Linked DNA regions of Mus musculus: all the other regions are linked to region 2. The links are chromatin contacts, called in public HiChIP or PLAC-seq and Micro-C maps. All regions are on one chromosome and are shown on one strand. The core of a region is the stretch at or near the end of the contact, and the rest is flanking DNA. Distances in the headings are between cores, read along the strand shown. Region 1 holds the start of Loxl4 (lysyl oxidase-like 4). Region 2 holds the start of Crtac1 (cartilage acidic protein 1). Region 3 holds the start of Golga7b (golgi autoantigen, golgin subfamily a, 7B).

The links. A called contact is a pair of places that touch in the nucleus more often than the background predicts. HiChIP or PLAC-seq counts read pairs in DNA pulled down with a chosen protein or histone mark.
Region 1: an H3K4me3 HiChIP or PLAC-seq map of embryonic stem cells shows a contact between it and region 2, with 13 read pairs. The contact joins the promoter of Loxl4 here to the promoter of Crtac1 in region 2. A contact is called at or near these places in 9 of 39 promoter capture datasets (the C10 cell line, the HPC-7 cell line, embryonic stem cells and 5 more), 4 of 484 Hi-C or Micro-C datasets (bone marrow-derived macrophages, embryonic stem cells and myeloid progenitors), 1 of 115 datasets of contacts at active chromatin or transcription factors (embryonic stem cells) and 2 of 9 other capture datasets (adipose tissue and pancreatic islet).
Region 3: a contact with region 2 is called in a Micro-C map of embryonic stem cells, with 1.9 times the contacts expected there. The contact joins the promoter of Golga7b here to the promoter of Crtac1 in region 2. A contact is called at or near these places in 12 of 39 promoter capture datasets (the 3T3-L1 cell line, cranial neural crest, embryonic stem cells and 6 more), 1 of 484 Hi-C or Micro-C datasets (embryonic stem cells), 7 of 115 datasets of contacts at active chromatin or transcription factors (embryonic midbrain, embryonic stem cells, neural tube and 1 more) and 3 of 9 other capture datasets (adipose tissue, embryonic stem cells and liver).

Annotation. Positions count from the first base shown.
Region 1 is chr19:42,611,473-42,614,576 of GRCm38.p6, forward strand. Loxl4 (lysyl oxidase-like 4) reads right to left here and starts at 1,334. Exons shown (of 15, transcript NM_053083.3): 1 at 1,246-1,334.
Region 2 is chr19:42,430,122-42,433,266 of GRCm38.p6, forward strand. Crtac1 (cartilage acidic protein 1) reads right to left here and starts at 1,667. Exons shown (of 15, transcript NM_145123.5): 1 at 1,489-1,667. The coding sequence starts at 1,512.
Region 3 is chr19:42,254,254-42,257,216 of GRCm38.p6, forward strand. It overlaps Golga7b (golgi autoantigen, golgin subfamily a, 7B), which reads left to right and starts at 1,486. Exons shown (of 5, transcript NM_027694.2): 1 at 1,486-1,930. The coding sequence starts at 1,919.

The DNA.
Region 1 (3,104 bases), core at 84-2,583, 180 kb after region 2:
ATGCAGGCCCTGGAGAGCCTCCATACTTCCTGCCCACTCCAGGTTCCCAGAACTGTTACTCACACCAAGCTCGTCTCCTCATTGTCATTCCCAAGACAGAGCCTTCATCTCCCAGGGCCCATTGTTAAACTCCTACACACATGTCAACACCCAGCTCAAATGCTGCTCCCTCCAGAAAGGCCTCCCAGTATCCTACCTTCCTATTTGTTCCCACTGGACTGAGTACAGGAGGACTGGGCTGAGAACTGGGTCTTGGAGAAAGAAGGTGCCCTTTCTCTTCCCCAGGGAGAAGGGAATGGGTGAGGGGGCCACAGGATAAGAATGCCTCTAGGACCCTGTTTGAATAGGCCTCTCCATTTCACAGATGGAAAGGTCGGGGCCCCAGGAAATGAAATAGCTGGACTGGCCAGAATTCAAACAGGCCACCTGGCTACAGTCTGGGCTCTCATTGATTGATCGATGTTGGATGAGGGAGAGAGAGGGAGGGTGAATGGAACTCTACCTTGTCACTGGCTATATGACTCAGGCTGAAGTGCAAGGGCACTGGAGTGAAGTCTGAAGACACAGGCACCTGCCCTGGCCAGGAGGGAAGGCTGCGAGAGGATGATTGCCCAGGATTCCTAGAGGTTTGGGGGGGGGGGGCGGCTATCCTGAGAGGCTAGCTGTGGGTCACTCCTAGTCCTTTTTCTGTGACTCTCTGGGCCTTGGTCTAGGCCCTGTACCCTTATGGCATCGTTCCTGTGGTTAGAGCAGAGCCTACAAATAGGCTCCCACCTATATAGGGCTGGGGAAGGTGGGGTTTGAAGCCCTCTGCCTCCAAACCCTCTTTCACATCATCTCCAGCAGTCAGCTCTATGTAGAGGGGAGCCCAGCTCTGCTCCAGCTCTTAGTGCCCCGAGTCACAGGAGAGACATCTAGTTCTATTTTACTCCGTCCCCAGCATTCTTTCAGGGTGAGAAATGGTTACACACAGTGTGTTCACACACAGTGTATTCACAAACCTAACACCCAGACTCCTGCTTGCCAGAGCTCTCTCCACTCATGTAGCCTTGAACCAACTCCCCTAACATGATGGGCACTTGTCCAGTGGGGAAGCAGGTTGTGACCCACCCACTGGGCTGACTTATCCATGGGATCCCCCCATTCCTCTGAGCTTCTAGAGGCCTGCCCACCCGCGAGAAACAGAAGAAAGGACAAGACAGACAGCAAGAGGCAGACAGGAGATCGCAACAGGCAGGAGCTCACCGGCAGGATCTGGAGGTCGGGGCTGGGCTGGGCGCCACGGCAGAGCAGCGCTAACGGGCCTCCCGGGGCGCCCTGGGGGCTTTTTATCCGCCAGCCTCCCGCCCCAAGTCCGGGCCTTCCCCGGGGGAGGTCGCAGGCCCCGCCCCGGGCGCGCCTGTGTGCACGGGCAGCCCCGCCCGGCCGGCCACCAGCCAGGCGCGCAGCTCGGGACTGGGCCAAGTTGGGAAGTCCCAGGCGCTGCGGGGAGCGTGGGGGGTGACGGAGTCCCGGAGACGCATGGCGGGGGACAGCGTCGGGTGGCAAGGATCCGGTCTGCGAGTGCCTCTGCAGGCACGGTTTTCTCCTCTGTCTAATGGGCGATCGGAGCTGTGTCCCATTAACCTTATAGAACTGAGCGCCCCACAGTCTTAGGTCTGGATCCCGTGGGCTGCTTCTGCAGGGCAATGCAGGCGTTCTTTTGGGGTGAGGGCCCCGTTCAGTGGTTGGGTGATGCAGCTTAAGTAACAGTCTCTCTGTGACCTGGTCCCCAAGGTTTACTGAAGGCGGCTTGAGAGCAAAGCTCTGCTCATTATGAAGTTCAGTCCCAGGAGACAGGATTTGCTTCCCAGAGTCATAAACCTCGCAGCAGAGAACTTAAGACTTCCGGTACTTAGCCAGGATGTCCCTGGTCCTTGCCAGGTTCAGGGGATGAGGGCAGTGGAGGACAGAGGGGAATGAGAGGCTGTGGAACACAACAAATGAAGGAAGGCCTGCGGAGGGGAGTCCCCCAGCTGAAGAAGCAACCAGGCTCCAGGCCTCGGGCTTCCAGTCTTCAGCTCCTTCAGAACCTCACGTGTGAAATGAGCAGACTGTTTCCAGTATCCTCTCTAGTCTCAGAGCAGTGAGCGGCGCGTCCCCCACCTTGCCTCAGATTGACAGCTAACGGTTTCTTCATTCAGGACCCTCTGTTGATTTTTCTCCTATGTGCTAGAAAAAGGGCTAAAGTGCTAGACGCTGGCAGGGGGGTACCCAAGTCTGAAGAGGGAAGATGTGCAAATAAAGGTGACCTCAAGGCAGAGGTAATGAGGGCCAAGATGGCATGTGACAGCCAGGTCACCTTGACCATGTTGCCAGAGACCTGGGTCCACCCCTAGCTGCTCATGTCTAAGATGTCCCCCCAGTGGCCCTGCCCCACCCGACCTGGGCCCAAAACATTCCCTAGGATGAATCAACAGGAAAGAATGCTCCCAGCCTCAGGTCAGTGGCAGAGGCAGAAACCCGGCTCCTCCCCTAGGGACAATGAGGCAGCTGTGGACCAGGATACCAGGTATGCACGGGGCCTCCACCCTCTGCCCAGCCACCTCTAATGCAGAGCCAGGAGCAACATGGGAGGCTCCGCCTGCTGCCAGTCACCCACCAGGCCTGGCTGCCCAGAGCTAAAAATACCTTGGAACCCAATGAATGAATTGATGTTGGCCGGAAGTCCTTACCTTGCAAGACTGGCCAGAGGCAACGGTGGACAGCAGGTGAGGGTCTTCCTTGAAAAGTGAGGGTATTAGGCCTAAGCTTAATTCCAGTGGGATTTCCCCTTGTTCTTAAGTGCTAATTTGTGAGGGTCAAAGGGAGAACTCAGTTCATCTTCACTGCCTGAGACAGGATTTAACTAGGTCTGCAGCTTCCTCCTGCCTGACTCCCTGGCCTCACAGGACCTCAGCCCAAGGTCTGTGACCCTCTACCATACGCTTCATGGGCAAGACAGTGTCTGCCTTGCCCTGGCAGCTCTTTGACTTTGTTTATCCTGAGTATATTACAAGTCCTACAGCAGTACTCAGTAACTACTCACATTTGGAATATATGGTCTAGAAGTCACAGGTCCCCAG
Region 2 (3,145 bases), core at 417-2,916:
CCAACCCATCAGCTACAAGAGCAGAAGCCACCGGCAGCCTTCAACCTTCTCCAGAATCTATCAGCACCAACTGGAGACCAAAGTGTTCTAATCTAGTCCAGCACCAAGAACTAAACTCCCTTCCTTGCCTACCAAATTGACTTTAGAACCTGCCTCCAGAAGAGGCTTTTTAACCAAGACAGGAAAGAGAGAGGGGGAAAAAACGCCTCCTTGAAGACCATATTGGGCCAACTGTTCATATTCCCATTTTTCCACCCTCCACGTCTCTGTCTCAATACCCAAGTGTGAGGAACTGTTCAAGTCTCTGGATCTGCTTTAATTCAACGTGGGTACTTCCTGTCCCAAGTTATCATGGTTTCAAATCTCCCCTGATAGCTTTTCCCCAGGAGTTCTTCCCAGGTTCAACACAGCATCAAACCGCTGTCCTCTACTCTGGGAACCTTCTTGCTTTCTTTTCCAACTGGCTTCATTTTTCGAAGTCTTGCACCCATCCCAGAAGGTACCTCAAGTGCAACTCATGAACGCTTCCAGGAGGACGGATGAGATGTACAGATGTCACGGTAGGTGAACCCACCCAATAGCAATAGTAATCATTAGTCATTCAAGAAGGAACCCCCCACCCCCACCCCTAGGGAGGCTCCCATCCCAGCTGGGATGACTTTGGATTCTTTAGTTGGTTTCTGCAGAAGCGGGACTAACCAGGGCTCCCAACTACTGTACTGCAAAAGAATCACGCTGCATTGCTGGGCATGCCCCCAAGCCTGCCTGCTGCCCCACCAAAACCTTTATCTGATTCCATAAGATCAAGGGGGGGGGGGACCCCATGGTTCCCCTAGAATGCCAGAAAAGAGCTTGCCTGAAACATCCTTAGCTAGAAAGCCAGACCACACCTCGGTCCAGCAAAAGGCGGCTGGCAGCTACGCTGTGTACCGGGCTGGCTCCGGGAGCACTCTGCCACTCAGCGCTGTGCAAGGGGAGACAGCTCGGCTTCCCGGGAGAAGAGCTATGCCCCGGGGGATCTTCCCCAACCTGGAAGCGTTGGCAGTCGGCCGAGGATGGTAGCTTAGTCGTCCCCAAACTGAGCCCGCCAGCTGGGTGACTCCCCGGGTACCCTCAGCACAGCCTTCACCTGCTCCGCCCCCTACTAGCCCCATTGCCCCCTTCTCAAACCGCTGACCTCCATCCTCTGTGCCACTAACACGTTCTCTGCCAACTGTGGGCTGTCACCCCCACACCTCGGCTCCCATCTCTTCCACCACCTCCAGCCTGGCGCCCGCCTTGCCCCCAGCCCGCGGGGAGGATCTGCGCGCCAATAGAGTCCAGCGCCTCTTGGCAAGTTGGGAGCAGCGTCGCCGCCTTCGCAGTCCCGATCTTCCCAGGTCCCCAGCTGCATCCCCGCCACCCCTGGGGGCGTGCGGGGAGGGGTGCGCTAGGCTGGCGAAACTTTCTCCGCCGGAAGGGGTGGGGGCTCCAGGAGCGGATACTCACGCCCGGGTCAGCGCTCGGAGCCATCCTCTGGCTCTCTCAGCCCCACCGCTTGGGGGCGTCGGAGCGCGGGCGCTCGATGCTGCCTCTGCCGCTGGCGCCGCCGCCTTGCAGCGCCCAGCCCTGGTCCCGGGCTGGCCTCGAGCCTCCCGCCCCGACGCCGCGCGCTCGCTTTATACAACTCCACTCGAGCGCGCCCGGGCTTATGTAAAGGCTGGCGGAGGCCCGCAGCCAATGGCGCGGCAGCTGGAGCCGGGGCCCAAGCTTGGGGGGCGCACGCGCGGCCAATCGCGGCCCGGGGAGCCCGAGGAGCCGGGTGGGGGAAGGGGCGCCTCCCCGCGCTGATTTAGGAGCCGGGATTGCGGTGGCAGCAGCCGGCAGCCAGGCTGGCCCGGCGCGGCGGGCATTGGGGTGGGCGGCGGCGCGGGCGGCGGCGAGGGCGGGTGCCCCCCGTGCTCTGCCGCGCCCCGCCGCCGCGCCGCGTAACCTTCAGGAGGCAGCGGGGCCTGGCGAGTGGGGAGAGGGCGCCTTGAGGGACGCTGGGGACCGGGCGGGCGGGAAGCGGATGTCCCCGGGGGGGGGGGGAGCGCGGGGAAGGCAGTGCAAGGGGGGGAAGGGAGGCCGGCGAGCCCCAGGACCCCGCAGCCACGCGGAGCGCAGGGCGGGGGGTAGCGGCCGCGCTGCTGTCTTTCTGCCTCCCAGATAGCGATCTGGCGGCTCCCAGGCCCGGCCAGAGCGGCCGCGCGAGCCACGCCGATGGCGAGATTTCTCGCTGGGGAGCGAGCTCCGAGTCGATCTTTATCCAGCCTAGGGACGTGTCCGAGCGCCTCCGGGGGACTGCTCAGTATGGGGAACAGAGCTTCACCACGGTCCCAGAGGGCGGGGAGCAGGCGAGCGCAGCTCGGCGGTCAGGCGCGGCGGCCCAGGCAACTGCGGGCAGAGTCTGCTTTCCCACATCCGCGCCCTCCGCCCCCGCAGGCAGAGTCCTCACCGTACCTAGCCCCCTCTCCAGCAACACCCACCAGGGCTGAGCCTGGCCCACCTGCTCAGGGCGTCTGCATCTTTTGCCCACACGGAGTACTACCGCTTGCTCTTTCTCCGTTGTCACCAGCTGGCACAGCTGGGTGCAATGGCTTTGGTCTCTCTGGCCCAAGGGTAGTGGTGGGAGAGCAACTAACATGGAGATGACTTCGTTAGTAGCTCCCCATATACCTGTGTTTGGGGCAGGTAACTTGCTAAGGTCCACATCAATGGACCTTTTGCATCTACAATAGAACCAGGCTTATAATAGGTGCTCAGCAAGTAGTGAATTTTGACCTTTCATGAATAAGACCGGTGGATTTCTGAAAGCCAGACCCGAGGCCTCGGAGAAGGATATGGGACTCTTTGCTCAGCTCCAAAGGCTTTGCGATCACTACTCACTAACTAGCTTGGCGTCTGTATGTTTGACGCTTAAAAAGACTTGGATGAAGGTTCTGCTATAGAGTTCCCTGTCAACCAGTTCCTAGCTGGACCTGGTTATCTCCCAGTACTGATTAGAACTGTCAGCCCCGTTTGTGCTCTTCTCTTAAAAGCAGAAGCTAAGCGTAGGCAGAGTCCATCTCTTGGGCCGCCAAGGAGCTCCTCAGCGGTGAGGAACCATTGAGAATCTGGCGAAAGT
Region 3 (2,963 bases), core at 236-2,735, 180 kb before region 2:
AAAATATATGTGCAGTGTAGAACTGTCTGGCACACATTAAGTGATCCATAAATGTTTGGTATTAAAAATAGAAAGTTCTGCTGAAAAAAAAGCTATTAATATGTCTTTGGGGTAACAAACCATCCTAAAATAGTAGGGTTACCATGGAATTTTAAAAGACATGATAATGATATTGTGATTACAGAGAAGAATGTTATTTTGCTTTTTGAGACAAGGTCTCACGTCTCTCCACCCACCTCAGCCTCAGGAGCGCCGAGATTAAAGGTGTGCACCATCACACCTGCCTCAGGAAAATGTTCTTATTCTGAGGGGATGAGTGCTGAAGTATTTAAGGATAAAACTGTGGAATCTATCGCTTTCTGATAATCTAGTGAAATTATATACGTCTCCTTGATCCAGTTTCCGTCAGCAAAGCCAACAAATCAAAATCAAATGTAAAAATACTATTGCTGACTGAGTTAGTTAGACTGTTCTGGCAAATGTCTTTTCCCCAACTTCTCCTGTATGTTTGGAAATTTTAAATGGGAAATTTGGTAGAAGAAGAAAGGACCCTAGCTATAGGCTAATGAAGAAGGGCAACAAGTATATCCTGCAGAAAGAGGACCGTAAACTCAGGGAGTGAGACAGCTAATCAAGGTAGGAAATCGGGAGAAGTCTGACCTGGAGTCAGGTCTTCTGGCTGCCTGTTGTGGCACCTACTCCAGTTTTATGTCATGGCCGACGCTGCTGACCTGTGGGCAGCCAGGCTGTAGAAGAAGTACCCAGCTCCCCTCAGACACAGATCTGGGGTTATTGTGGATGTGTTCAAAGACACCTGTGTTGGGGTTTCCTTTCTGCTTATTAAGTAGATAAACCATTTGATTGGAAGGCCTAATGCCAAATTACCACCTTGGAGAGTGGGCATACCGGTTTGGCATGTGGTTTTTGATTAGTGGTGGTAATTGGGTATTGTGGGAGTGTGTATAAACTCTGGGATGGCTGTAGGGAGACAGAAGTGTAAGGGGTGGGACCTGGACTAGGAGGATCATAAAGAAAGACTGGCTTCCATAAAAGAAAGGGCCCTAGGGAAAACCTGGGGATGAAATGTGCGTATGTGTTTTAAGAAAATGCTCTCTTATATCTGCAGCATTTTCCCCTAGCTAATGGGATTTTACCCATTTAAGGAAGCAGAAAGGAGAAAAGAGGGAAGGGAATGTTCCCATAAGGCTGGGTAGTGCTTGGGGCAGGACGGGAAGGTTAGAGTGAGAATTTGAAGGTGTTTGGAAAGGTAAGAGGCTGGCGGCCTGTGGATGGTGGGGCCTTCCGTATTGCAGGCCGGGTGCCTTGCAGCAGAGCCCATCTTCTTTCTTCAGCTTCTGGAAGTCCCCGGAGGCGGTGGAAGCTAGCGCAACGCTCTAGGCACTCCTGCTGGGGGGGAGGGCAGGCAGGAGAGGCGGGGCGCTGGGCGGGGCGGGACGGGGTGGGGCGGGAGCGGAGCCGGTGGCCGCGGGCGGGGCTCCTCTCCGGCGGGTGCCGGAGTCTGGGGGCCGCGGCTTCCCCCTCCCCGCCCGCCGAGGCGCTGGCCCCTCCTTCCCCCGCCGCCCCCGTGCCCGCCGCTGCTGCCACTGTCAAAGATAAAACCGGGCCATTGCCTGCAGGAACCCTGGCAGCAGGCGATCGGGTGGTGAGGAGCCTCCGGCGCGGCCTCGCCTCCCCGGTCCGGCTCCCGCGTCAGCACCGTGGACAGCACGGACCACCTTTCAGGGACCCTCCGGTCGGCAGGAGCGCGCTTCAGGTTTCGGCGATCTCATCAGTACCGCGGACAGCGCCCAGGCCCTCGCTGGCCTCGGCCAGCCCACCGGCTCTTCCTATCAGCACCGCGGACAGCCCCCCTGAACCAGCCCAGCGACAGCCAAGGACTGGTCAGAACGCCCTGAAGATGGCCACTGAGGTAGGGCCCAACACCTTAACCCGCAGGCAATGCCTCAGGGAATGATTCCCCACTAGGGGCAGACTGGGCACGAGGAGAAGACGGGGGTGGATGGGGGTAGAGGGTGGTTCCCTGGGTTCATGGTGGGAGGTGTGGAGTGGCATGGCATATAAGCAGAGCTTTGCTGAGGGGTCCCTTCACCTTTGACATGTCAATCTTGCCCATGCCACTCTGAGCCCTGGGAATCTACTTGTTACCAATAGCACCAAGTCCCAGCTGGTCTGGGGTTTCCCCTTCTCCTGAACACAGGGTTCTGACTCCCTAGAGGTTTGGAGATCCCTGCACACCTGTGTAAGGGGAGGGAAGGTGGCCTACTGCTGTTGTTGCTATGCGGTGCAGTATCCTGCTTCTAACCCAAATGCTTGTCTAGGGAAGACACACCTTCCCTCACATCCACATTTCCTTAGGAGGAGAACGTGGAAAAAGACATGCTCAGGCCCAGAACCCAAAGGGTTGGTTTTAATGAACCTCCTGCACCAGCCCCCACTTTTGAGAATTTCTTTCCTTCTCCATTTGAGCTGCTGTTCTCAGTGTATCCACATTTGCCTGTGAGGGGGAAGCGACTGTGTGCTTCACAGTGTGTCTATAGACCAAGGGACCTGTTAGCTAAGGACAAAATCTTGGCATAATGTGTAAGAAGTCGGGACTTGTGTCTCTACCCCCAGAGGTTACTCCTCCCCGGGGAGAGCTCTTTACGCATGGTGAAGCTGACATACGGAAGAAAGGATTGGCTCGGTACCCACACAGCATGCCAACAGCAGAGCTGAAAGTTTCTTTGAATTTTTAGAGTGTTGCAGCACACTGGGTCTCCCCAGCTCGGCTGCTGCCGGCTTTTGTGGTGACTCCCCATTTCCAGCCTAGCTGGACCACTGCCAAGGAGGAGAGCAAAGGCCTGTGAGTGATTCTGTGCGGTGCCTCTGGGATTCCGGCGAGTGGCATGACATCAGTACCAAGTGCTACTGCCATCATTCCATTGGATCTCCTGATGTTGCTT